Linked DNA regions of Triticum aestivum: region 1 is linked to region 2. Evidence: chromatin contacts called from public Hi-C data. All regions are on one chromosome and are shown on one strand. The core of a region is the stretch at or near the end of the contact, and the rest is flanking DNA. Distances in the headings are between cores, read along the strand shown.

The links. Hi-C and Micro-C count contacts between places; a contact is called where the count stands out from the background.
Region 1: a contact with region 2 is called in a Hi-C map of leaf, with 7 times the contacts expected there. The contact joins the promoter of LOC123145328 here to the promoter of LOC123145327 in region 2. A contact is called at or near these places in 2 of 5 Hi-C or Micro-C datasets (both in leaf) and 1 of 1 datasets of contacts at active chromatin or transcription factors (leaf).

The regions. Positions count from the first base shown.
Region 1 is chr6D:396,223,731-396,230,087 of IWGSC CS RefSeq v2.1, forward strand. It overlaps LOC123145328, which reads right to left and starts at 3,805. Exons shown (of 7, transcript XM_044564715.1): 1 at 3,349-3,805; 2 at 2,454-2,804; 3 at 1,228-1,396; 4 at 751-946. The coding sequence starts at 3,566.
Region 2 is chr6D:395,534,120-395,540,844 of IWGSC CS RefSeq v2.1, forward strand. LOC123145327 (phosphatidylinositol/phosphatidylcholine transfer protein SFH6) reads right to left here and starts at 4,462. Exons shown (of 15, transcript XM_044564712.1): 1 at 3,983-4,462; 2 at 3,513-3,616; 3 at 3,103-3,418; 4 at 2,921-3,020; 5 at 2,502-2,768; 6 at 768-845; 7 at 592-693; 8 at 459-508; 9 at 272-371; 10 at 62-160. The coding sequence starts at 3,519.

The DNA of each region.
Region 1 (6,357 bases), core at 2,555-5,054, 690 kb after region 2:
GCAACAACGTATCAGCGAGCGGAGAAGAGCAGCGGCTTCACGCAGTGCCGCCACGGCTGCCTATCTTCCGACGCCCACGGAGGATCAGAGAGATAGAGAGGATATCGAGATGGGTAATAGCATAGTAGTTGTGCTAATGGCCAGAGATAATTAATCCCTACATACTTAAGCCGAACCTAAATTTGGTTCTATATACTATCGAAGCATGCCAAACCAGCTGAAGGTCAGGCCTTTGTGGCACTATGCAAAATATTTATAGCAGACAAATCAATTAGAAATGGAAATGAAAAATCAGAAAATGTGCCGGTTCTCGTGTTTGGTAGGCCCAGATATTGTGGGCAAGCGCAATTTTTTTGTATGGAATGGAAAATCAGAAAATGTGTTACGTTTGATGCCATACATTTGTTATGATTGTGAATGGGTATTGATGCTTTTTTGTGAACAATACAAACAAAATGTTGCTGAAATTTGATTAATATATGCTGAAAAACGAAAAATTAGTATACTACAAATGCATATGTGAGAGGTAAGCTCGCCATACTTATGAAAGAGGTGAGCTGAATCTAATTCTACTCAGTCCATCTCTTCAACCAAAGACAGAAATGAAACCATCCCATTCCAACTAGTTGGACCCAACCAAACACAAGAACGGAACTGATCACACCCCAACAGAACATAGAATCTCTATACTAGAACAAGAAACATATGTAGTAAACTATCTAATTCATAGCAAGTGAGTTATGAGATTACCATCATCAGTAGGTGCAATCATGCACAAACAGCTGACCGGCAATTCTCCTTGCATAAATATTACTTCAGCGAAGAACTTGCAATCAACCCCTCCTTTAGCCTTTGCAGTGAAATTGATATGATGGTACCACATGCGTATATCAGCCTCACAGAATGACTTGTAGCACACCACCTTGGTTAGTTCATATGCAAGATCCTACAATAATAAGCATGGATTCAATGAGCCATTAAGTGTTACGGATAAGCATAAGACATATTAGAACCCTAACCATGTTTTGGCTTGTGATCAATCCATAAATACCATAAAAAATAAAAAGACACTAAACAGTACAAGCTCAAACATCATTAATTAACCCCTTATCATTCTAAATTCATTTCAATACAAGGACACGAATTGAACCAATTCAGTTCAATACAATAGAACAATTACACAACAAAAGAGGAAAGGAAGAGCTGGAGAGAGGGATAAGAGTAAACCTCCAAAAGACTGTTGTCATCGTTATACTTGTCCACCAAAGCAAGAACCAACTGGCGCTGATTATCACTGATTTTATCATATATTCCCGAGTGCTTCCTCGTGCCATCAGGCAGGTAGAGATAATGCCGTACAGCGATGTCCACTGCAGAAACATTATCCATCGTAAACCTGGTTTACATTAAAGGCAGTTAGTACACGACACTTCAAGAAGTAGTGGAGAATACAAAGGAAACATAATTGAGTGGGTGTGCCTGATTCGAAGCTAACCAATTGTACAAGCTACAATTCACTAATTCAGGCCAAAAAAACTATACATACTACTCCCTCCGTCCCAAAATAAGTGTCTTAACTTTAGTACAACTTTGTAATAAAGTTAGTACAAAGTTGAGACACTTATTTTGGGACGGAGGGAGTAGTATAATACCCATGCGTTGCTACGGAGAACATATAAATAATTACTGTCAAAATTTCTTGTTTCTTCTTATTTCATTTCTGTCTAGGCATGATAAGGCAGTGTCTTCATCCTTCCCCTCTCTTTCCGGTCTACTTTAGGCTGTGCTGGTGTCTTCTTGGACTCCTCAGTACCCTAACGTCATTTCGGTTACTTTAGCTAATGAATAACAACATTAAACGACAACCTTATTTTAACGCACATAACGAAGAGTGGACGTGCAATAATCGACAACTGCACAAAACCACCCGAGCCTCGTTTGCACGCATTCTACAAGGTGATTGACTTTGTGGTCAGCTCCGCATGAACCAACAGATTCGGATATCGTTAACAAGAAACATAACCCCTAAGGCCCTAATATCGGCTCCAAAATAGCAAAAGTCTAATTGAGATATATCATATATGTGCATTAGATTTCATTACTCCATCGGTGACTACAGAATCTGTTTTGAATATCAGAAACTGAATATCCCTTTGTTTACCACTGACAAGACTTTTTTACGAGCTTTTCAAGTTCAACTGGAAAGACACTGCAGTTCCCATGTTGCCTGAACTACATCAAGCAAAAATAGCATAAATGTTGTGTTTTTCCCTACTTTTCCTATATATAAAGACTGACATAGTGCAACTGACTCTCAGCTAACCAGCTAAGATGTTCTAGGTGGTAGTAGTGGAGCAGCAGCAAAAGCATCACCGAGCTATCTACTATGATGGAAGATATACATAAAAATCAGTAGCATTGCAAGATCGAGAAAGGAAGTAGAAAAAGTTTACATTTTTGGATCCCGACGGTTATCAAGATGGCGCTCGATAGCACGTTCTGCTTCCTGTAGTCCTTCAAATGGCCCACCAACGTGAGGATATGTGTGGTAGCATCCCGCACGGTCGACCCGGATACAGAAGTCCATTCCCCACTCAGGTTGTTTCCGATGCAGAAATGGTGGCCCTAGAGACGGGGTAAGGGGGCGCCCCAGCAGGTCCCCTGGGCACTGAAAATCTGGCGGGCAAAGCCATGGTGGCATACAAGTAGAGGGCAAGTAAGAGGCAGATGTTGGCATGCTAGGAGGCCTCAGGTTAGAGGACGTGTACGACGGGCCAGGCACATGTTGTGTCTTCTCCTCACACCTGAAACAGAATAAGTAGGGTTGATGGGTCACAAGGACAATCTACAGACTGAAATACTACTGTAGCTAGTAGCAGATTCATAAGAGATATTCCGAAGTGCCCGTCTATCTACAAACACAACAACTAGGATTTGGCAAGATCAGATAACCTAAACCCAAATGATGCAGGAACCCCATCTACCGGTGCACAAAACCGCTCGATCTCGACTAGACCGGAAGAGACCCATGTCTGGGCGCTATGTGTTGATGTGAAACATTAAAGTTTTCATTCTTATGTGTTACAAAAAGTTGTAATTAAATCTAAAGACTGAAATACTAGCAAATTATATAGTACAAGACTCCATCGCCACCTAAAATCCCGAAGTGCACATAACAAGCCAGATCAGATTTCCTAAACCCCAAGGGATGCAGCTGCAGCTATCGGTGCACAAAACAGCTCGATTTCGAAGAAACCGAAAGAGCCCCATCTATCTACTATCTGTTAAGACGAAACAACAAAAGAATTTCAACGAAAACTAGTCATAGAGCAGCGGCGGTGTTCATACCCTGGCGGCGGAGGCTGGGGAGTATAGTTGGCGTAGAACTCTGGGGCGGTCCCGCGCGGAAGGAAGTGTCCAGCCCTGGTCCCTGGCAGCGGAGGCTGGGGAGTGTAGTTGGCGTAGAAATCCGGAACGGTCCAGCGCGGGGCGAAGTGGCCGGCCCTGGTCCCATCGCCGGGAACATAGACGGATGGAAAATTGAGACCACCGGCTTGTGGATCCATGGGTGGTGGTGGATTTTCTTGGTGCGAGCCTACCGCCGATAGGTGGATACATGGGTGGTAGTGGATTTAGGCGCAGGTACCTTGGTTCGAGGACTGGTGGATCCATGGGGGTGGCGCCTGATCCGGCGATTAGGGCTTCGTGCGAGAGGGAGAAGGGGGAAGAAAAGAAGCAGCTTGCCGCGTGTCCTTCCCTACCTCGGCTTCTCTTCGTGCCCGATAAGGCTAGGGCCTCTCCGTTCTGGCTGACACTGGGACCCAATAGTGCCTCTCGCCTCTCGTCCGGTTCTTTTCTCCGCAATCTGTACCAGAACCTAGGCCCTGTTTCTTTGGTTTTTTCTTCTGTTTTTGCATTTTTTTTCACTTTGATTACAAAGCTATAAAAGATTCTAAATATATGCGTTTGAAGATTTTAGACTTTTGATGAATCAATATAATAATATTTCGCTCCAAAAACCTAGAGAAATCCTTATATGACGCCTGTTGTGTCAAAATGTCGACCGAACGCATAGGATCGAGTGCACTGGGCCGGCCTAGTTTCCTGGTCTATTCATTAGGTTTTGGGAACCTTCTGATAGCTTCATGTTCAGTTTTATTGGTTTTAGAAACCTTCTAGAAGGTTCTCTGAACCGTTTTTCCCAGTTTTGCAGTTTCTTATTCTGTTTTTTCTAAAAAAAAATCTTTTTCCTGTTTCTTTTCCTTATTTTAGTTTTTATGTTTCTTTTCGAAATTTATATCTCTCAAAAATTGATTTTCCAAAAACTTAAATTTTTCAAAAAGTTTGCTTTCCAAAAAATGTTCAAAAGATTTGATTTTTGTTCGCATTTCAAAAAAGTTTACAATTAAAATTTTCTTCGCATTTTTTCAAAAAAATGATCATGTTTTCCAATTCTTTGTTCAGAAATTTAAAAATATTCCCATTTTAGGAATTTTTGTTCGAAATTTTAAAAAATGTTCACATTTTATTTTATTATTCAAAAAATGTTTGGAAATATTCAAAAAATATTCTTTTAAAAAATCCAACAACTAAAATATGTTTGGAATTTCCAAATATTGTTTTGTGTATTCCAAATTGTTCGTGCTTTCCAATAACGTTATATTTTCTGAAAATTGCTCGTGTTTGTCAAAACTATTTAGGGTTTCAAAATCCGTTCACATTTTTATTTTTATTTTAGTTTTCCAAAAAAATTCTCAAAATGTAAAAATTATTCGTATTTTTACAAAATGTTTGCGCTTTGGAAAATTTGTTCAGAATTTCAAATAATGTTCCTGTTACCAAATTTGGTTCTCAAATTCAAAAAATGCCCGCCTTTTAGAAAATGTTTGGGATATTTCAAAAATTGATTCTATAAAATAATTCATGATTTTCTCAAAAAAATTGAAATTTAAAGTCCAAGCAGTGCGGTAGCAACCGAAGGTCGTCGGCCTCCTCGAACGCCGTCAGGCAGACGACGCACTCCAGCACGCCCCTGCCGATCTTGTGCCACCACCTTCGGGTCCAGACCGCGCTTCCCCCTCTTGGACGCCCCAGCCGCGGCCGTGGCGGCGTTGGCCCCTGCGACGCGACGTTCTCGGCGTGGCGGCACTGATTGATGTAGCCGCAAAAGAAGAGCAGGAAGAAGAAGGCGCTGATGGCCACGGTGATGATCGTCGACATGGTGCGCCCGACGCACCAGTAGTAGGAGCACGCGGCGACGAGGAGGCCAGCTTCGGGTGGCCCGACAGCTTCAGGCCGCCCCTCCTCCACTCAGGCCCCAAGCCTGGCGGTGTGGGGGTGCGAGCATCTCCACTCGGATGGCGCATGGGGAAGAACAGAAAGGGGATTCCGGCACTCCGGCGTGGTGGTGGCGGTGCGGTGGAGTGGGGAGATGAGAGCGATGGCGCATGTGGAAGAAGAGACAGGAGTGTGGGTGGGGGGCAGCTGGAAACATTATCATCCCGAATGCGAAAATTCTGCCGGGGCAACCCCAGGAAGCCAAAAAATGTGTCCTGGGGGGCACAACGGCTGGAGATGCTCCTAGTCTTTTGCTTCCCAGGCACCGTACCAGGTGTCTGGGAAGGAGGGCAAGGCGGAGAGCGGGAAGACCAAAGGTGGCCTTCATTCCGAAGGTAAATTAGACACTGTGTCCGGGAAAATTAAAGTTTCCTTGCCCGAAGACAAAGGTGAAGGAGAAGCGAACATCCCTTCTCCCCATAGCAAGAAAAGGGCCGCCTCCGAAGGTTGGGAGGAAAAGGCTCCCAAGAGAGGCAAGATGCCATCGTCAGGCGGCTCGGGCTTGGAAGGCGACTTCGCCGCACAGTTCCATCGTGATGACAAGCCTTCAACCAAATCGTAAGTGAACCAAGGTGCTTTAAACATATCCTGTTCCTTCCCTGTTACCAAAGTAACATCTAGAATACATTTTTGCAGTTCGGCACGCAGTTTTCCTCCACAATCCTCTTCCTCGGGAGATCTTCTCCCGGAGATGATGGAAAGCGAGACGCCTCCACCGGCCTCTCCGCCCAATAGGGTGGACGACTTTGAAGTGTCGTCTCGGAGGGTCTCTCCCGATCAACAAGCGATGCGGGGGATGAAGAAGACATTACCCAAAGGCGGTACTTCGGTTGCCCAGGATTCTAGGGCCAAAGGTGAAGGCACCGGATTATCCGGTTTACAGTCGGAGACAACTCTAGGGACAAATAAACGGATCCCCTCAAAGGAAGGTCGTGCTCCTACCGTGACTTCCAGAGATCCAGAAGCGCCGGACATGTAGACGAACATGCTGCAACAAGCGTCCATCTCAGAAGAGCATCG
Region 2 (6,725 bases), core at 3,212-5,711:
GAAAAGAGATTGACTCGTTGAACAAATGAGAGCTCACAGATCGGATATTTCGTAATCTTGCCTTGAGCGCACGCAATCTTACAGAGCCTGTAACTGTTTCTTCTATATCAGATACTTGCACGATATCCCTTAATGCAGATGATTCCATGCTATGTACGATCTGCAATAAAAAATAAGTTCATAATCAGCTGTAGCAGACAAGTTGGATATTCTTTTGTACCATAAGTATGATACAGTAAGAGAGCACCAGCAGATTCAGTAAAAAGACTACCTTCATAATTAAAGGGTCACTCCAAGGGCCTTTGTTGGACCTCAGGCATCCTCCTTGGTTAGAGCATGTGCACAAACCACCAAAAAACTCTGGTAATTGGCTGCAGATATATTCTGGTAAGCCTTGCACAACAAGCACAGAAACCAATCTCACGACCCTAACAACATAGAAGATTACCGTCACCAACCTTGCGTCAATAGCTTCAAGAAGCCTGCTCTGGTATTTTGCTCCTAGAACCTGTAATGGAAGATTATAGGTATGAAGCAACGGAAACATCACAATGTGGAAAGTGAACTTGGAACGCTTGCAAGACTTCATACATGAATTTTTGATGATGTTTTGGGGTCAAGAAGTCCCTTTATAGTGCTCCAGATCAGTTTGAAACCAGCTCCAGCATTTACAATGAACATTTGATGTAGTGTCTGCATAATTTAGCACATGAATGGTAATCAGAACACTGGGAAACACATGCCTATATTTCATCAGTAAGACTTGCCTCGGGATAATAGTCACCATCTATTTTCTGCATACAGCGCACTAAATCCCTTGCAATCTTACCAAAGTTCTTCCAGCCCTACATCACATGGAACAGATACAAACGTCATTTTCAACTATTTTGCAGATAGCACAATGATGTTAAACGGCACTCAAAGATCAGACCACAAAATCATCCTACAATCAATCAAAGATACAGTTTGAAAGAAAAAAATGATAGAAATAAACTCCTACATTCATAGAGGCATATAGTTGGATTGCAATAGCAGCCGACCAACGCAACTCTAGCAATATCAATAGTTTTGAGGAATTGAATCTCCACACTACAGCTCTACCCAGACCTTTAAGATGCAACCTAAATGTTAGAATCAAACAGGAGGTCACCACCCTGGTACCGGATGAGAGCTTCTACAACTGATTGACATCTGTAGCTGAACAGGTCGTCCTTGCCAAGAGGAAGGGGCCAGATCGCTCAACAGTCTAACCATGTGGCAACTCTGGCAGCTGTGTGATGACTGAGTGTTTGAAGGTGCAATGCTGGTCTGCTCAATGTGATTATAACTGACGAGAAGTTGTGGATGTTGGAAGGAGCCAAGGCACTAAGACATTTTCCATGGCACACCCAGGCCACCAGACTTAGCAGCCAGCTGTACAGCTTGCCAATATAGCTGTTGCGCTTTTGCCTTTATTTTGCTTGCGAAGGTTTTTTGCAGCTTTGCTTCCCTTTCTTTCTTTTTTTTTCGGCTTTGTTTTCTGCCAGGCTGTACGTTTTGCGCCGCTTAGACATTACCTTCTAATAACTCCGCCTATGTCTTCTAGGCATAGCCGGTCCCAAGCCCGGGTAAAGGAGGAGGGTTGTGATAGGCTTGGCGAGCCAACGTAAAAACTAGCCAGTCCCATGGGTATGAAACCCATTTGAGTGAGAGTAGTACTAGGATGAGTGACCTCCTGGGAAGTCCTCGTGAAAGGGTTTCATATCTAAGGATTGTGATAGGCTTGGCAAGCCAACGTAAAAACTAGCCAGTCCTTTGGGTATGAAACCCATTTGGGCGAGAGTAGTACTAGGATGGGTGACCTCCTGGGAAGTCCTCATGAAAGGGTTTCATATCTAGCCTACCCCAACTTGTTTGGGACAAAAGGCTTAGTAAGTAAGTAAGACATTCCCTTCTAATACAAAATGAAACACATTTAGAAGCGTGTTCGAGAAAAAGTATTGGAATCAAATCCATTGTATTTTATCTGGACAGATAGGAGCTAAACCAGCAGCATTCAAGAAAAGCCTTATGTTACTGCTGTTTCTCTCTAACTTCCAAGGACTATTGTGCCACCAAGCATCCTAGTTAATTTAGTCACTAAGATGTTTTTAAAGAAGTTTCTGAAATTTTTCTATATGCAGGCTTGTACATCTTCACAAATCCCAATAGTCACATTTTTTTTAAGAGTTACAACTTCTGCGAAAATTGCCAGTTGTATCATAGCATATTATGATATGAGAAGATGTCTTTGTGACAGGAAAACAATGTTTCTGATTTGTGATAACTGCAGTGCAGCCCCACAAAGTACATATTTTAAGCCTAACAAATAATTTCAAAGGTTTTATCAACAGAAGGTAGTTTCGGAAAAATGTTACTGCAAAGACAACACTTCCTTTTGCTAATTTTCTTACGTCTTTAGAGTCTAGACAAAAATTGCTGGCGTAGAGAAACCATATTTAGGAAAAGGACAATGAACATACCACGCCATGGACATCCAATATTGTGGTTGTTGTATCTATATGCTTTTGAGCAGCAATTGAGCAGGCAGGAAACTTCTCACGGAATGCTCTCTCAAACTCTTGCACATGGTACTTGATATATCGTTCCACTGTTGTGGTTTGCACAAGTTTATTGGGTTCAACTTTTCCAAGCAACTCGATATAGACAGGCCTTCCATCCTTGTCAACCCCATGATAACCCTGGGGGTAATATTGCAGTACCTCCTCTAGCTCATGAAATTCAAAATCCTTCAATGATAAAAGTTAGTTGTCATCAGTATGCACGACACTGTAAGGCAAATTATATAGCAGGCAGTCTTTCAAATTCGCATCAAATGCATCAAAATCTATAGTGTTTCACATATTTTCAAATCAGTCCTGAGAATAGACAGTGTTCTTACTTCCAAAATTGTGTCTGTCCCAAATTCATTCCTCCACTGGAGCATCTCATCCCACATTTGTGCTGCCTTTTCAACATCGAACTTTCTAGCTTTCAAAAATCTGCATACCAGAATGAAGAATCACCAACTGGTATTTGAAGGCTGAAAACACCAATACGAGGCAAAGTTTCATCCGTACTAACCTAAGCATCATATGGTAATCATCATGCCTTTCAGGCAATAGGTTCCTGGCAAACAAAACCTCACGGAACGAGCTGACCGCCTGCTCTTCACCAGCATCCCTGACATCCTCTATCGGTATTCTGGGCACTCTGCAGTCCACTTTCCTCTTCCCCCTCTTCTTCAGCGAATGTGTCAGCTTGGTTGAAGCGTGCAGCGCCTTCTTCCTCAGCGAGCGCATCCTCCTGTGCTTTGGCTCGTCCTCTGAGTTCTCGGCATCCGCTCTGTCCCTCCTCTCATCATTACTGACAGATATCTCTATGCCGTCGATATTGCTCTCTGAAACAGCACATCATAACACACACACATAACATTAGCTGCATTGTATCCGTTAAACCCATATACGTACAGAAGAACCAACAACAGCCCATACCTGACATTCTCCGCAAATGCAGCCTAAATGATCAGGGGTCAGCCTATTCTAGAACTGATGATCACTGATCCGAAACTATATGTACAGCCACTGGAGCCTCCACTCTGCCACAAACCAACACAAATTATTCATTTATTTTTTTGAGTGACAAACAAATACAGGTTAGAACTGAATTCAGAGAGTTGTACTGGAAAACATCGAACTCGTGGCCAAATTATCCGCAACGAGTAGAAGCAGAGGCCGTGGAAACAAGCCCAGAAAACGGTGGTTCCGGAAAGGAAAGGCGATCGCCTAACCTACACACAATAAATGCTCCCGCCGGGAGATCCAGTGCGGGCACCGGCACCGGCACCCCCAACCGCCTCGGGAATCACGCACACACCCGCAGCTAGATCCGATCGTCCGAACCCGACGCGCGAACAAAACGGAAAACCGGAACCCGGGGGGAACGGAGTCGATCCGTGCCGTACCTCGCCGCGGGAGAGGGAGATCCGCCGCTCCGGAGAGCGCCCGCTCGATCCGGATCGGGAGGGAGGCCGCGAGCCGCGCGCCCCTCCTCCGCCACCACCTCCACCTCCGGCGCGGCGGGGCGGAGGAACCGAGGGCTCGAGCTGCCGGTGCGCGCGGGCGGGCGGGCGGGCGGGCGGGCGTTTGATCCGCGCGTCCCTCTCCCCGGCTCCGTCCCCTCGCGCTTACGCCTCCTTTTTCCGCCTACTCCTACTCCCTCCCTCCTCCCCGTGCTGCTGCTGCTGCTGGCGCCCGCCTGCTCGGCTGCTTCGGTTACTGTGGTGCTGCTGGGTGGGCGCTGGCTGCGCCTCGTGCCTTCTGGCGTCCCTCGGGCCGGGGGCGGGGCCCAGTCGTCGGTGGCGTGCGCGGCGGTGCTGGGTGCGCGAGGAGCGTGCGCGCGTCGCTATTGACCCGGGCGGATGGGGACGGCTGCCGCGCTCCCGCGTCGCTTTTGCGTGACTGCGTAACGCAGGGCCGGAAGCAGGGGCGCCGACGCTCACGTGAGGGGCAGTCGACGGGGCTGATGAATGGGGCCCTGCGTGTCAGTCTTTGTCATGTCGGTATGGAATGGTCGCGCCTTGTATTGCGTGCGTGATACCCCCGTACGGCACCTCCCCATCCCGTCTCTGGCCTACCCGGTTCGAGGAAGATTCATTTGATTGAATTGATGCTTCGCGTATTTGGAAAAAACTGTTTAGGTTTGTATTTTCTTATGAAAAGTATAAATTTGTATATTTATTTATACCTTCGACTAACGTATTTGGCACACCAGATTTTTTTTAAAAAAAATCACCAAACGACTCGATCCCCACTCGATTCATATCCCACGTCGCTCGTTCCCTGCTTGCCCGACCACTTCCCACCGCGTGGTGAGCACCTCCCGCGGCAGCGAGGTCGGCGCCAACCGCCCCGCGGGCCTCCGCCATGACGCCCGCCCTTTTCAAGTGAACTGCGGAAGCTCCTCCCAATCGCCCGCACACGGGGTCTTCAGCTGGACGTAGTACTTTGCCGCCGCCGAGTCCTAGTAAGACAGGATTGACCATGGACCGGACGCCGACGGGTTCGTTGGCACGGCGCAAGAGGGTATGTGGTCTGCCCTGACGGCGGTCTCCCAGGCCTCCGACCACTCGGTGAGCAATTGCCTATAAGGTTCTCGAACTACTAGCTCGATTTCATGGTGGAATTCAAATTACAGAAGGGGGTCGAGAGGAAGGAGACCAGCTCCCTTCCAATCCAGTTGTTTGTCGTTCGCCGCCTGTTACCGTTGACGTTATCTCCTACTTATACTATTACAAGGCCTAAAGCCCATTCGGGCCTAGCAAGCCGAGTTGGCAGACGAGGCTTGCGACTAGGCCTCTTGATGAATCTTCCTCGCACTCCCGCTCGTGAGCCACCGAGTCGTTGACAATCCCCCGTCGATGAGTTGCGGCTTGTCCCCAAGCCGGTGCTCGCGAAAACAGTTGCTTCGTCATTTCCAGATCCTCCCAAGTAGCAAGATCGTCCGTATTGTTGGTCCAGCGAAGAAGAACTTAAAGCACCTTCTTGCCCCCCTTGAGTAACAACTCGGCGCTGGAGAATTTCTTCAAGAACTTGGTGTTGCTCTTCAGGCAAAGGTAAATGCTACAGAACCTGCTCACCAAGCTTGAGCACCCTGCACAAAAGAGACACATGGAAAACGGGATGGACCTTGCTGGAAGGTGGTAAATCTAGACGATAGGCAACTTCCACAACATGCTCCAGGATGGTGAAGGCCCCAAAAAACTTATAGGCGAGTTTGTGATTAGCTCTCGGTGCCACTAATGCTTGAATATATGGCTGCAATTCAGAAAAATGTAATCACCCACCGCAAAACTTCTTTCTCTACGATGTTTGCCACCCTATGTCTATACAAGTTTTGAAGTCTCCTTTTAGTTGATCTAGTTCTTATTTGTCCTAGTTGACTAATTAGAGCTAGCACTAGCCACCTCCAATCCTCATAATTAGAACCCCTGTGCGGTTATAATCTCCTCCCTCTAATTCTCCGATGATGATTATCTCTAGACGGCGAAGCGCTGTCGGATCGTGAAGACCGTACGCTTGCAACCAAGTAGAGAGGCCGTGCTTTCGGACTTCCATTTAAGGGGCCGTTTGAGGGCGGTTCGCGGGATCTTCATTGACGTTCGAGGGACTCCAAGTACGATCTACACGGACTCGTCTACTTCCGCTGCACTGCCGGAGTCGGTAATGGTCGTTGATCCAAACCCGTTATGCATCTTCATATTTGTTCCTGGGTGATCGTAGGGCGATTTTTTTGTTTCTACTACGTTTCCCAACAGTGGCATCATGTGCGGTTCTATGAGTTGATGCAGGTTGCGATCTAGATCGCATGTGGATGTGATGGTGATGTTCTTGCTATGCTTCCCTCGAGTGTTGCTTCGGTTCAGTTCATTGACGGCATGGTGTCGCTTTCAACAAGGTTCTGACAATCGCTCGGCTCTGGCTGTCGACGATCTGCTGACAGTTCCTTGAGCTTCACCATAGTCAAGAATAGTGAACCATCACGTACGCAAGAGATCGATGAATATGGATGATCTTCTAGGGGGTCACGCGTATTAGAGAAAGTTTAGTGTGCGGGAACGAGATTTTTAATTAAGTCTCTTCTTTCACACACCCCAAAAGTTAATCTAGCAACAAGGATTATCATTTTATGGTGTGCACGTTGGTAGC